Linked DNA regions of Mus musculus: region 2 is linked to region 1. A link is a contact called in public promoter capture Hi-C data. All regions are on one chromosome and are shown on one strand. The core of a region is the stretch at or near the end of the contact, and the rest is flanking DNA. Distances in the headings are between cores, read along the strand shown. Region 1 holds the start of Fcmr (Fc fragment of IgM receptor). Region 2 holds the start of Avpr1b (arginine vasopressin receptor 1B).

Region 1 (6,665 bases), core at 2,168-4,667:
TGGGGGGGGGACACATGACTGACCCTCAATATAGCTGGGAAAATGATTGTGTGGACTGGGTTATCCCCAGGGTCATCTGAGAAACTCTCTTACCTGAGTTCACGAGTTGCTGCTTCTTCTGGTCTCCTAGGAGTCTGTCCCTAGCCGAAAGGCTCCCAGTTACTTATATGTATGCCACATGAGGGAAATGGGCTGTCAGAGGCCAGGACTGGAAAGCCCTTGGCGTCTCTCTAGTGATGTTTCCATTTCCTCAAGCCCCAAAGTGCTTCCCTTCACCCTGGTTCATCCCAGCATCTTCCTGAATAAGCACTGCCCGAGGGGATGCCTGGGTGTAGCTATGAACAAGGAATGCACCTCCATCTGGTTGCATGTGCCCTCTGAGAGTGCACACAAAACACAAAACACAAAATCTGAAACCGTAATATACAAGCAAAAGATGACTAAGGGGTTCTTTATTTATTTGTTTATTTAGTTTGTTTTTTAATGTCCAAAGTAAACAAAGTATATTTGTTTGTTTTTAATGTCCAAAGTAACTCGAGACAAAACAAAATAAAATGAAACAAAACATAAAATCAAATGAACAACAACAAAATCAACCTAAAAATACCACTGGGTTCATTTTCTGTTGGTCATCTACTGCTGGCTTGTATACCCAGAGACTCTATTGGAAAAAAACAAACAAACAAATTTTTCCTTTGCAAGTGCTGGAGAGCTGGAGATGTCTTCTTAGTTAGGGATGGGAGTTTGTGTCCATTTCTGTATTTCGGCACTGGGACCCTACGTGGCTTGAACCTGTGCCGGCCCTGTGGCTGCTGCCACAGTCTCTGTGAGTTCATGCGTGTATCAGTCCTGCCGTGTCTGAAGACATGGTTTCCTTGGAGTCATCCATCCCCCCTGACTCCTACAATCTTTCTGCCTCCTCTTTTGCATCGTTCCCTGAGCCCTGAAAGGAAGAGTTTGATGGAGACCTCCCACTGAGGACTGTACGGTTTGAGTTGTGAGTCTCTGTATTAGGTCACATACTGCAAGCGGAAGCTTCTCTGATGATGGCTGAGCAAGATTTACACACAGCAGAATGTTGTCAAGAGTCTTTTTATTTCAGTGTCCCTTTACCAGAACACTAATAGTTGGCTTTCCCCTAGGACCATGGTCTATCTAGTCTCAAACCCTGAGCTACCAGAGCAATGTCAGGTACAGGTTCCATCTCATGAGGTGGGCTTTAATTCCAATCAGATACTCCCACACCACCTGTGGCACTATTGCAACAGTGTATCCTGCAGGCAGGTCACCATGGTAGACCAAAGGGTTTGAAGATGGCCAACCCCTCACACACACATCTATACTAATTCTTGCTTTTACCCTATGCTTTTTAAAAAGGAATCTTTTTTAAAGACTATACATGTTAAATTCTCTCCTCTTGTCTATATGTTTTCAGCCCTGATTGACAGGCTCAACCACACAGCGAGTTCCTGAACATCATAGACATACATAATACATATCTGTAATAATTATATATACACAATATACACTCACAGCCACATCATATACTCACATGTCACAAAGCACATCATATATCATAGAACACATGTCACATGTCTACACACCACACAGCACCCATTTACATAAAGCATGCTGCACATTTGTACAGGCCACTGATCTCCCACATTAGCAATATGCTGACATCCACACTCTCTCATACCCACTGTAATACTTAGCATATTCACTCATAAACTCCCTCTCTCCTGTCCTTCATCTAGCCTACCCCAGGACTTCAAGGCAATCCTAACCATTTAACCAGCTAATGGAGAGCCCAGCTAGCTGTTGGATGGGTGTGGACCACTGCAAAGAGCTCTCTCCATGGAGAACTGTAAGGCACTGATCCTAGCTGAAACTGCCCTCAGTCGGCTACTCTAACCAGGAGGCAGAGACTGCCCTCTGTCCACTTGGCCTGTTTGTTGGCTGGAGGACATCTCATGCCCATTGCTCTGAGCTAGTAGAGACCTGGAGAGAGAAGGGCAGGGCTGGGCAGAGCAGGGAAGGCAGCCTGCACCCACACATTTCCTCTTTCCTCTTCCTCTGCACCTGCTCTGGGCTCGCACTCAACCTCCAGGGCTGAGGACATCATTGTGTTCTGTTTTGGAGAGCATGTGACCAATCTGGTGTGTAGGCGTGAGGAAGGAGTGGTGTGCAGGCAGCCAGCCACCAATGAGCCTAAAATAGTGTGGACAAAAGTGACTAGGAAGCCTAGACTAGGGGTACCATTGGCGAATGAAACCCCCGACCCAAGGAAAACCTGGGAATCCTCTGATAAGTTACAGCTTTGCACACCTGAAAGACCATTAAAGCCAAATAGCCCATGGTAAAGGGCTTTTATAGCATTTCTACATCAGTGATCTCTGCTGTGCACCAGACAAGACAGTGACCATACCCAAGTGACCAATGAGAACACAGGCTCAGCGAAGCTTGCCCAAGGCGAACAAAGTCAAGCCTGGACAAACCATTTTGTCTGAAGCCTGAAACTGTTTTCCTTATTCTCAGCTTCTCTACTCTCCATCAGTGAGCCTCACTCACCCTCGCCACTGGGTGTCTTGAAAAATGGCTCGACCAGACTGCCAACCCTAAGGGCAGAGTTTGCTATGTGACTTGTCACACCTGACTCTTAGCATTGTCTTCTGCTTATTAGACAGTGGCTTGTGCCTCTGCCAGAGGGAAGCGCCTTTCAGATACCACTGTAAGAGAATGAGGCCTAAAGATTAACTGAGGCCCTGAGCAAGCTGTGCCTAAGACCTCAGGAATGATAGTGTGCATATTGGAGTACCAGAGGCTATGTGTCTCACCTCCATCTGTTTTCTAGATAAATGTAGTTCAGACAAAAGCAGTAGACTGCACAAAATCCATGGCTAATATCACTATAAATAGTAGGTGTTCACAAGTACTCATGGGAGGAGTTACAGAGTGAGTTCCAAGACAGCCAGGGCTACACAGAGAAACCCTGTCTTGAAATACCAAAACAAACAAACAAACAAAAACAAAAAAACAAACAAAAACAAAACAAAAAAAAAACCCAGGTGACTTTCAAAGCCTAGCTTTGGTCCACAAAGGCTTTGTTGTTGGGAGAGATGAGTTGGTGATGAGCTTTGTTGTCCTGAGGATGGAGAAACAACAAATGCCTCTAGCTCAGAAGTCAGTCGGCACCTATGAATCCTGGGAGGTCCCTTTGAGAAGAGGGGGCAAGGCCTGGCAGCTGCTCAGGCTGAGAGCTTGGACCTGCTCACTCATTTTTATGCAGTACGTGTTTTCTCAATTCTTGATTTCCGCTATGGTTCGCTGGTGTTTTCTTTTTTAGACAAAGACTAGCTAGCAAACAAAACAGATTATCATTTCCTCATTTTAAGTCCTTGCCACTCAAAGAGGTCCAGCATAGCTTTCAAGCACCCAGTTGTAGAAGGCTCCCAGGTGATCGGTGTGTGTCAGCCTCACTCCAGGGCCTCCAGGGAACCATGGACTTTTGGCTTTGGTTACTTTACTTCCTGCCAGGTGAGTGCTCTGAGGAAACACTTCAGACTTAACTACCAGGTTTGAATTAGCCAGAGGTAATCAGTTGACAGCCATCTCTGACCCTGATGCATCTGGAGAGTTGCAGTTGCAGCCGGGGCACAGAGAACAAGGGTGGAGACCTGTGAAGTGGATGCTGGCCACTCCCCACTCCTTCAGTATGCTTCCAGACTTCCACCCTAGACAGCTGTTAGATTTCTAAGGGTTGAACGTGTCACATATCTTAAAGACTCACTTTTTGGGGATCTTAAAATGTATGTCTCCAAGGTTTGTTCTTCTTGTATGTATTTCTCCTCTAGATCTTTCTTCTTCACTCTGAAATTGGAAACTTTCAAATGAAGTCTCCCTAAACTATTCCCTTAAGCTTCTTATCTCAGCTTACAGCCACCTACCCAGCAATCCGCTTGAATGACCACCAAGATCTGGAATACATGCGCCTAATGCCTTGCCTAATATACTTCCCTGGTTGCCATACAAGCCAGCTATTCCATTTGTGTTAAGCGTCTCTAAGATTATAACGTCATTCCATGGCTCCCACTATCTACTAACTAAAACACACTCTCCTCCCTTAGAATCTGAGCTTATCATGCTCCCACGGACCTTCTTCCAGAGAAATAGACCTCTTCTTGGTACAAATGCTACAAATTCCCCCTCCTGCACCCTCCCTCAGGCTGTCCCCGCTTACCATCCCTGTTACTGTCATTACTCCCAGTTTACCATTATTACCTGGCTCTTTGCAGGTCATGGCAAACCTACCTATCTCTCACAGTCATTATTCCCAAGCACCTTCTGAACCCCAGCCACAGCCATGTCCTATTTCGGCTCAGTGTGCTCAGCTTATTTAGTTTGTCAGGAATGCCTGCTTTGTGATAATTAAGCTTTGCTGAGGATTTGACTGGATTGAGAAATGCTGAGGTACTAGTCAAGCTTACTTCTGGATGTAATTGCAAGGTCCTTTCCAGAAAGAATTCAGCAAGGGGAGAAGACCCCCTTGCCTGCGGATTTTACTATCCCGTGGGCCGAGGTCACGAACAGAATAAAAAAAGAAGAAAGAGAAAGGCTGCAGAGGACTGAGTTCACCTTCCTCCCATTTGTTGATCGACCTACCAGCCCACCCTGAGATATAATCAGGCAGCTTCATACTTCTGCTACCATAGCTTCCATGCCACGATGGTCTAGAGCAGTTCTCAGCCTTCCTAAAGCAGTGGCCCTTTAATACAGCTCCTCACGTTGTAGTGACCCCCAGTCATAGAATTATTTTCACCGCTACTGCATAGCTGCAGTGTTGCTAGTGATATAAATTGTAATGGAAACATCTGTGTTCTCTGATAGCCTTAGGTGACCCCTGTACTCTAAAGGGGTCATTACCCATAAGCTGAGAACCGATGGTCTCAAAACTGTGAGCACAAATACACCTCCCCCGCCCCCCACTGAACTTTCTTCTCGTCATGTATTTTGTTGCAATAATGAGAGAAAAGTGACGAATAGAGTAAATTGATAACTAGAAGTGAGGTTACTGTTGTGAAAAATCTGACCTTGTGGTTAATAGGCCTTCAGGACTAATTTTCAGGAGGAATTCTGAGATGTGTGGGTGATCTAGAGAAGGTCGAGGATGTTATAAGAAGAGGTTAATTGGATCATGCTGGTGAAAGCACAAAGGACCAGAACAAAATAAATAAATCAGTAAATAAATAGATAAATAAATACTGCTCACAGGAGAACAAGATTCTATCAGAAATTAGGGCAGGAGTCATTTGTTGTTCAAGGTATTAAAGAATCAGGCTGTGTTCTGATGGTGTCCTAAAGTTGTTTGACAGAGGAAATGTAAATGTGGCATAACATTCAAGCCATGGCGTGGTTACTGCTCACAGCGCTTACCCAGATTTACAGTGAGAGAGAACACAAGTGTGTGGGAAATGGGCTTCTTGGCAAAGAAAGGATCTCGAACTCAGCGAAAGCTACAAATAGAGCTGACCAAATGGGTCCAGACAAAGCAGCTATGATTCTTAAAGAGTTAAGTGCAGTTAAGGAATGTCTTAGTTAGAGTTAGTTTGCTGCAATGCAATGGCATGACCAAAAAGCAAGTTGGGGAGGAAAAAGTTTATTTTGCTTGCCCTTCCATATCACTGTCCATCATCAAAGAACCTGGAGGCAGGAGCTGACGCAGAGGCTGTGGGGAGGAGCTGCTTACTGACTTGCTCTTCATGGCTTGTTCAGCCTGCTTTTTTTGTTGTTGTTGGTGGTGGTGGTAGGTTTTTTGGGGGTTTGTTTTTTTTGTTGTTGTTGTTTGTTTTTTGTTTTTTGGTTTTTTTTTTTTTTTTTTTTTTTGAGGCAGGATTTCTCTGTATAGCCCCGGCTGTCCTGGAACTCACTCTGTAGACCAGGCTGGCCTCGAACTCAGAAATCCACCTGCCTCTGCCTCCCAAGTGCTGGGATTAAAGGCGTGCTCGACCACTGCCCAGCCTCAGCCTGCTTTCTTATAGGAGGCATTTTTTTTTAATTGAGGTTTCCTTCTCTTAGACTTTAGTTTGTGTCAAATTGACATAAACTGGCCAGCACAAGGAGAAGCCTCAGACTTTGCCATGGCACAACAGGAAAGATGTATTGAGCACAGTATTCCATCTCCCAAACTAGAGAGTGTAGTATTGCAAACTTTTTTGACAAGCTTTCATTGGAAAGGAGAGAGCTTAAGGAGAGAGAATCTTCAGGCATGGTGCTAGGAGATTGCTACCTCAGGAAGTGTTTTCTCAGGATTCTCCTCAAAGAAACACAGATCCTGTTCTAGCTGTGGTCCAAGGGGGCCACGTTACATCTCAAGCTTGTAATAGAACTTGGCACTGTGCACACGCAGCTGCCCTTGCAGATATACAAAACCTAAGAGTGAACGGACATTGAAGGCCAACACCAAGGGTCTCAACAGCCTCTGAGGCAAAGTCTGGCAGGGTTGGCTTCTCTGTACCAAGATCCTGAGATGGTAGCTGTGTGGGTGTGGAAGAGAAGCAGTGGAGACTCCAGGATATTGGGGATTCCAGAAATGTGAGAAAATCACATCACCAAGGAAAGCTGTAGGTGCCAAATGGAGCCTTCCTGGTGAGGGACCACATGTGTCA
Region 2 (6,665 bases), core at 2,752-5,251, 730 kb after region 1:
AGAATCATCCCTTTGGGTTACAGACTGTTTTATTACAAGGGCTATTTTAGAATTGAGAATTATCTTCTGGGGATACTATTTAGCCTTAACAGCTTAGCATGGGTTAGGGTATTTTGGATTGTGCTGGTACAGAATCATAAAAGGACCTTTCCCTACTGTTAGACCCCAACTGAAAAAAAATAGCTCTTGTGTTTCAAGCCAGTAAGCTTTCAGAATGGAATGTATTCTGCTACCTTCAGGCTAGGACTAGAAGCATACAACAGTTCTGGGTCTCCAGCTTGGTATGCATTTGGTTGCAATGTTGTGTTTTGCTTTTGTTTTTCGGTTCTGGAAATCCCACCTAGTGTTTCATGTATGCTAAATAAGTGCTCCTTACATACACATTGAGGCACACTAACTGTACATCTGTAGTGTCTGAGACTTTACAGCCTCCATTGCCATACAGCTAAGTCATTGTTATAAATCCCCAGTATCCTTTCCATTCTGCCTTCTAGTCCTTTCCTGTCTTTTCTCTTCCTGTCTCTGTACTCACACCCATACCACACTTTCTGTTTCTCCGAAGAGCCTTGATTGATACAGGTGTGGTAATATGTCAGTTACCATTATATTTAGAAATGCGTATGTCAGTGTCCTGGCTAGTCTTGTGTCAACTTGACACACAAACCAGTGGTATCTGGAAGAAGAGAACCTTGATTGAGAAAATGCTGCTATAATCAGGCAGCAGGGCATTTTCTCAATTAATTATTGATGGAGCTGGATAGTGGTGCTCAGCCCATTGTGGGTGGTGACATCCCTGGGCTTGTGGTCCTGCATTGGATAAGAAACCAGGCTAAGTAAACCAAAGGAAGCAAGCCTGGAAGCAGCACCCTCCATGGCCTCTGCATCAGCTCCTGCCTTGAGGTTCTAGCCCTGCTTGAGTTCCTGTCCTGACTTCCTCCAACGAAGGACCATGATGTGGAAGTGCAAGCCAAATAAACCCTTTTCTCCTCAACTTGCTTTCTGGACATGGTGTTTCACTGCAGCAACAGAAACCCTAACAAAGACCTTGAGATATTAACAAATAAAATGATGTCTGATGCTTGCTTCCAAATAATACTGGTGTGAAGAATGGAAAGAGATTTAGATTAAATCAAATTGCTTATCTATTGATTACTGCAACCACTGAGAGATGAAAACAGGGTGTCCTTATGCTGTTCTCTCTAGTTTTGAATATGATTCAATATTATTTAATAAAAAATGTAAGATGGAAGAAAATAACTGTCTCTGGTGGGTAACAAAAGTAGAGGTAATTGAGAAAGTTACTTTTATTAGTAACAAATGCTATAGAATCACTTGACTAGTATATGTAGGTAAAAAAAATACTATATCTTAACTTTTTTAACTGAAGAAGAGCTACAGTGATCCTAACGCTTCAAGATAAATTTAGATTCATTGGGAGCATCAGTGCTTCCTTCTACTGGGCGCTGTACTGGAATCTTTGACTTAGTAATATGATAAGAAGAAGAAACGTGAGCTAAAAAGATTGAGGCTAGATAACAAAGTGAATGCTGTTGCCGATAATATTCCATGCCTAGATAATTTGCATACTTTAGAAATATAGGAATACGATCCGAAACCCAGTACTGTCCCCATATGCTGGCAATGAGCAGTGAGTTAATAGGAGATACAGTAGAGCACAGAAACACGAGTAATGGAAGCAGAAACTCGGGGCAGATTGAGTCAAGTCGTCTTAAGGTGGATAGACTTGTGAAGAAAGCTATGGGACATTACTGAAGGGTATTTAGACCTAATTAAGACCACACAGAATACTGCTTTCCCCCAAGATTTGGTGCTTCTTACCTAAGTTCAACAGAGATTTCTGTGGAGTTGGACTGACAAAAATTACGATTTTTCAAAGTTTTGGAAAACAGCTTGGCAAGAAAAAGGGGAGAGGGGCTAAAGAGGTGGCTCGGTGGTCAAGAGGATTGACTGCTCTTGCAGAGGACCCGAGCCTGATTCTCAGCACTCAAGCCAGTGGCTCACAGCCACCTGCAACCACAGTTCTCGGGATATCCGATGCCTCTGGCCTCTGAGGGCACTGTACTCACATGCACACATCCCCACACAGGCTCACACTTACATACATGAATACATACTACATACTTACATTTTAAAGGATAAAGGGTAGGCTCGTTTTTTGGTTTACTATATATTAAAGCTTATTTTCAAATAGTAAAATATTAGAAGAGAGATGGTGGAACATATTAGATAGAGATCCTAGAAATTGTCTCAATAAAAACATTAAAATTTCATAATTATTCAGGTAATAGATAACAATGAATTGCTAAATGAAAGGAAGAACTGATATTCCCTGGGAGAAAAATGTTAGAGACTCAATCATACATTCACAAAAGTAAATTCCCAAAGCGTTTCAACCCTAAAAGTGGAAAACAGTGCTGGTGTGTGTGGGGTGGGGGTTGGGGAGCAGGGATTACCGCAGGCGGGAATGGCTGTCTTCTGTAAATAGAGAGCATAAGGCACAAAGGATTGAAATAAGAAAAACTACGGGGCTGGAGAGATGGCTCAGTGGTTAAGGGCACTGACTGGTTAAGGGCACTGACTGCTCCTCCAGAGGTCCTGAGTTCAATTCCCAGCAACTACATGGAGACTCACAACCCTCTGTAATAGGATCTGATGCCCTCTTCTGGTGTGCATGAAGGCAGAGTACTCATACACATAAGAGAAATAATGTTGTTTTTTTTTTTAAAAAGAAAATTATAAACTAAATCTAATATTTTTCCTTAATGGACACTTCTAGAGTGAGTTTGCATAGAGGTGGGAATGATCCAGCACAGAGGATGAAAATAATTGGCTCACAAACAGCGAAATTCTGGAAGAAGTAGAAGCCAGGGCTGCAAAGCACAAAAGATGAAGAATTTGTGACATGCACGGCAAGAAGAACAGTCTAGAAAAGATACTAAGTGGTTATGTGGGTGCGTGGTTTGGTCAAGGGGTTCGAATCAGCTTTGATTTAAAGAGCAAGTTAAAGGGATCCTGCCTTCCATGAAAGGCTTTGATCATACTGTTGCAGCTCCTCGTGAATTCTAACCTACCTAGGGAGTCCTAACAGTGTGAAATTCCGCAAGATAAAGTGAATTGCCCAACCAATACCTTGTGGTGCCTGCCGTGTAGACTTTCTCAGGGCCAGGTGGTATTTACTTGTTTGCAATCAGCTGCTGCCTTTCAGACAGCTCCAATCACATCAGCTTTGGTGAAAATAATGTAATTATCTTAGTTTAACTTAGCTTCTGTTGTGGCACAGAACAACTGCACACTGGTCTGTTCTGGTTCTGTGCTGCTGGTGACTAGCTCTGCAACCTTCTGAGTGACATAATTTCTACAGAGTGGTCAACGACACCCCTAGCTCATGAAATGTATCCCCAGAGAGGCTAGAAGTTCAGATTTAGCCTGGAGATGCAAACTCTATTTGGAATTTCTCTAATCACGCCAGACTCCCGGGTCTAGCTCCTTCTATCATCTCCTGACACACACCCCCAGGTCACCCAGTCACAAATGTCCTCACTTTTCTTCTGCCTCCACAGCTCCAAGTACCTATCCTAAGAAAAATGGCTGTCACATCTGGTTTTCCAGAGTGGGTTTCTTCAGGGCATGCTTCTCAGCCATTTGAGATCTTTCACACATGCCTAGGGCTCCCCGCAGCAGCACTGTTGTGTTTGGGAAGCTCTCTCTCTCTCTCTCTCTCTCTCTCTCTCTCTCTCTCTCACACACACACACACACACACACACACGCAAACTCACCTGTCTAACGAGAGTTGAGGGATCAGGATGGCAGTGTAGGTGAGTTTGGTGCTCAGTGGATCCTGGCTGCCAGAAAGAGCTAGCTTCTCGCTTCTCCTACATTTCCCTGATCCTCCTCCTCTACAGTCCCACCCAGCTCCTCAGCCCCTCCCCTCAGTACCCCCTGTCTGAAGAGAGCCACTGAGTCTCACTCCACCCTCCTCTGCAGGAGCCAACCGACAAGCGGCAGCCTCTGGACTAGGAATCCAAGAGCATAAAACGCTCTGAGCTGCTGCGTCTGCTCATGCCTGTGTTCAGTCTGCTCATGCCTGTGTTCACCCTCCGGTGAGAGCGCGGTGGGAGCACGCCGTGGCTTGGCAGGGGTTTCCAATACCTGCAGGCACCGCCCATGGTCCTGGACCTCACCTTCAAGACAACTTAGAAACGGCTACTCTCTCCGATTCCAAAAGAAAGTTTGGACAAAGTAAATTTGGGGTGGATTTGGGAGATGGCAGCTGCTCCCTTTGCTTCCTCGGTGTCACCTCTCAGAAGCCCCCACTTCCAACCTCCTCCAACCTTCCCATATTAACACCCACCTCCCAGCCCGCCTTTTCTTTCTTTGATTCCCCAGCCTCTATGGGGTCCCGGTTCTGCTCCTTACTCCTTTCGTTCTCTCTGTCCCTGTCTGCTGAACTATCTCACCTGTTTCCAAGCCTTCACTCCACCGTCACCCCTCACCTCCCTTCTTTCCCTCCACCTCTAACCTTTCTCTCTCACTATCCAACTTCTTACTTGCACCCACACCGTCCCTCCATCCACCTTCCCCTCCTTCTCTCCCTCTAAACCTAACCATGGATTCTGAGCCTTCTTGGACTGCTACCCCCTCCCCTGGGGGCACCCTGTTTGTCCCCAATACCACCACACCCTGGCTGGGTAGGGATGAAGAGCTAGCCAAGGTGGAAATTGGTATCCTAGCTACTGTCCTGGTTCTGGCCACAGGAGGCAACCTGGCTGTACTACTGATTCTGGGCCTCCAGGGCCATAAGCGCTCCCGCATGCATCTGTTCGTGCTGCACTTGGCCCTGACCGACCTGGGCGTGGCGCTTTTCCAGGTACTGCCTCAGCTGCTCTGGGACATCACCTATCGCTTCCAGGGCTCTGACCTCCTCTGCCGGGCTGTCAAATATCTACAGGTGCTCAGCATGTTTGCTTCCACTTACATGCTGCTGGCCATGACGCTGGACCGGTACCTGGCTGTCTGTCACCCTCTTCGAAGCCTCCAGCAGCCCAGCCAGTCCACCTACCCTCTTATTGCTGCTCCCTGGCTGCTGGCTGCCATCCTCAGCCTCCCTCAAGTGTTCATTTTTTCGTTGCGAGAGGTGATCCAGGGCTCAGGGGTGCTGGACTGCTGGGCAGATTTCTACTTTTCCTGGGGCCCGCGGGCCTACATCACCTGGACCACCATGGCCATCTTTGTGCTGCCCGTGGTGGTGCTCACAGCTTGCTATGGCCTCATCTGCCACGAGATCTACAAGAACCTGAAAGTCAAGACACAGGCTGGCAGGGAGGAAAGAAGGGGCTGGCCCAAGTCCTCATCTTCTGCCGCTGCTGCAGCCACTAGGGGGCTGCCGTCCCGGGTCAGCAGCATCAGTACCATCTCCAGGGCAAAGATCCGAACCGTGAAGATGACCTTTGTCATTGTGCTGGCCTACATTGCTTGCTGGGCACCTTTCTTCAGTGTCCAGATGTGGTCTGTGTGGGACGAGAATGCCCCTAATGAAGGCGAGTATGTGGGGTGTGGGGTGAGGTGGTGGGGACAGAAAATAGGGTCACGGTAAGGATCACAATGTCTCCCAGGACCAGGCAGGACACAAATGAACGGGGTAACTAAGTGAGTTGGTGCTTGCCTGTCTTAAAGCATCCTCTGCTGCTGTAAGAAATACCCACCTAACACTTGAAGCACAGAAGTTTATTTCTCACTTTCCTAGAATTGGGAAGTCTGGGAAGGTTCTTTTTAGAAAATGGGGACTCTCTGAAGATTCCCAGGGTGGTGAAGGGCACCCCTGGGAGTGGCCAAATTGGTTTTTATAGTGAATATTCTCTTATGGTAACAATCATTTCTTTTTTCGTGCTAACTCATTAAACTATTAATTCTTAAGGCCCTAGGATCTAGTCAGTTTCCAAAGGTCTCATTGGAAAGTACCATTGGCATATAGGACTTTGAGGGATCTGTTTCTAAAACAAGAATTCTGGGGACAGACATTCAGACCACAGTCTTGCCCAATAAAGTCCTGCCCAGCCCGCTGAGGCTATGTTGAGTGAATATCAATTATGTGGGATTTCTTGGTTTAAAAAATTAAGATTTATTTATTAGGTAAGTGATGTTCTGCCTGCCCAGGCAGAAGTAGGCACCAGATGTCATTATTTGTTTCTAAGCCACCATGTAGTTGCTGGGAATTGAACTCATGACTACTTGAAGAGCAGTCTTAACCTCTGAGCCATCTCTCTGAGCACAAGTTTCTTAATTTTTAAATTTTGGTTACTTATTTGACAGTTTTAAAATATCATTTGCATGGCCCCTGTGGGAAAGAGGGTTAGGTATATTTGCTCAGCCAACTTCTAGCATGCTACATGAACCCGAGGATCATAGACTAACAGATCTGAAAGGGGTTTCAAATAATCTAGTCCAGGGTGGCAATGCTGGGTATGGGGACTCTCTGTGTGCCCTTCCCTTCTGTGTCTGGACATAGCTCTGTGGCTCTTTCTCAACAGCCACTTCTAATTAGTTAGGACTGGCATAGGACAGCATTTAGATCTCAAATTCAACTCTATCATTCTGTCACCGAGGAAAGGTTGGCACAGAAAGGGTCTGTGACTTGCCCAAGGCC

Evidence for each region. Promoter capture Hi-C pulls out the DNA fragments that hold promoters and counts their contacts.
Region 2: a promoter capture Hi-C map of stem cell-derived epiblast-like cells shows a contact between it and region 1, with 2.7 times the contacts expected there. The contact joins the promoter of Avpr1b here to the promoter of Fcmr in region 1. A contact is called at or near these places in 7 of 39 promoter capture datasets (the 3T3-L1 cell line, embryonic stem cells, neural stem cells and 1 more).

What each region holds. Positions count from the first base shown.
Region 1 is chr1:130,862,360-130,869,024 of GRCm38.p6, forward strand. Fcmr (Fc fragment of IgM receptor) reads left to right here and starts at 3,418. Exons shown (of 8, transcript NM_026976.3): 1 at 3,418-3,537. The coding sequence starts at 3,501.
Region 2 is chr1:131,595,113-131,601,777 of GRCm38.p6, forward strand. Avpr1b (arginine vasopressin receptor 1B) reads left to right here and starts at 4,002. Exons shown (of 2, transcript NM_011924.2): 1 at 4,002-5,559. The coding sequence starts at 4,629.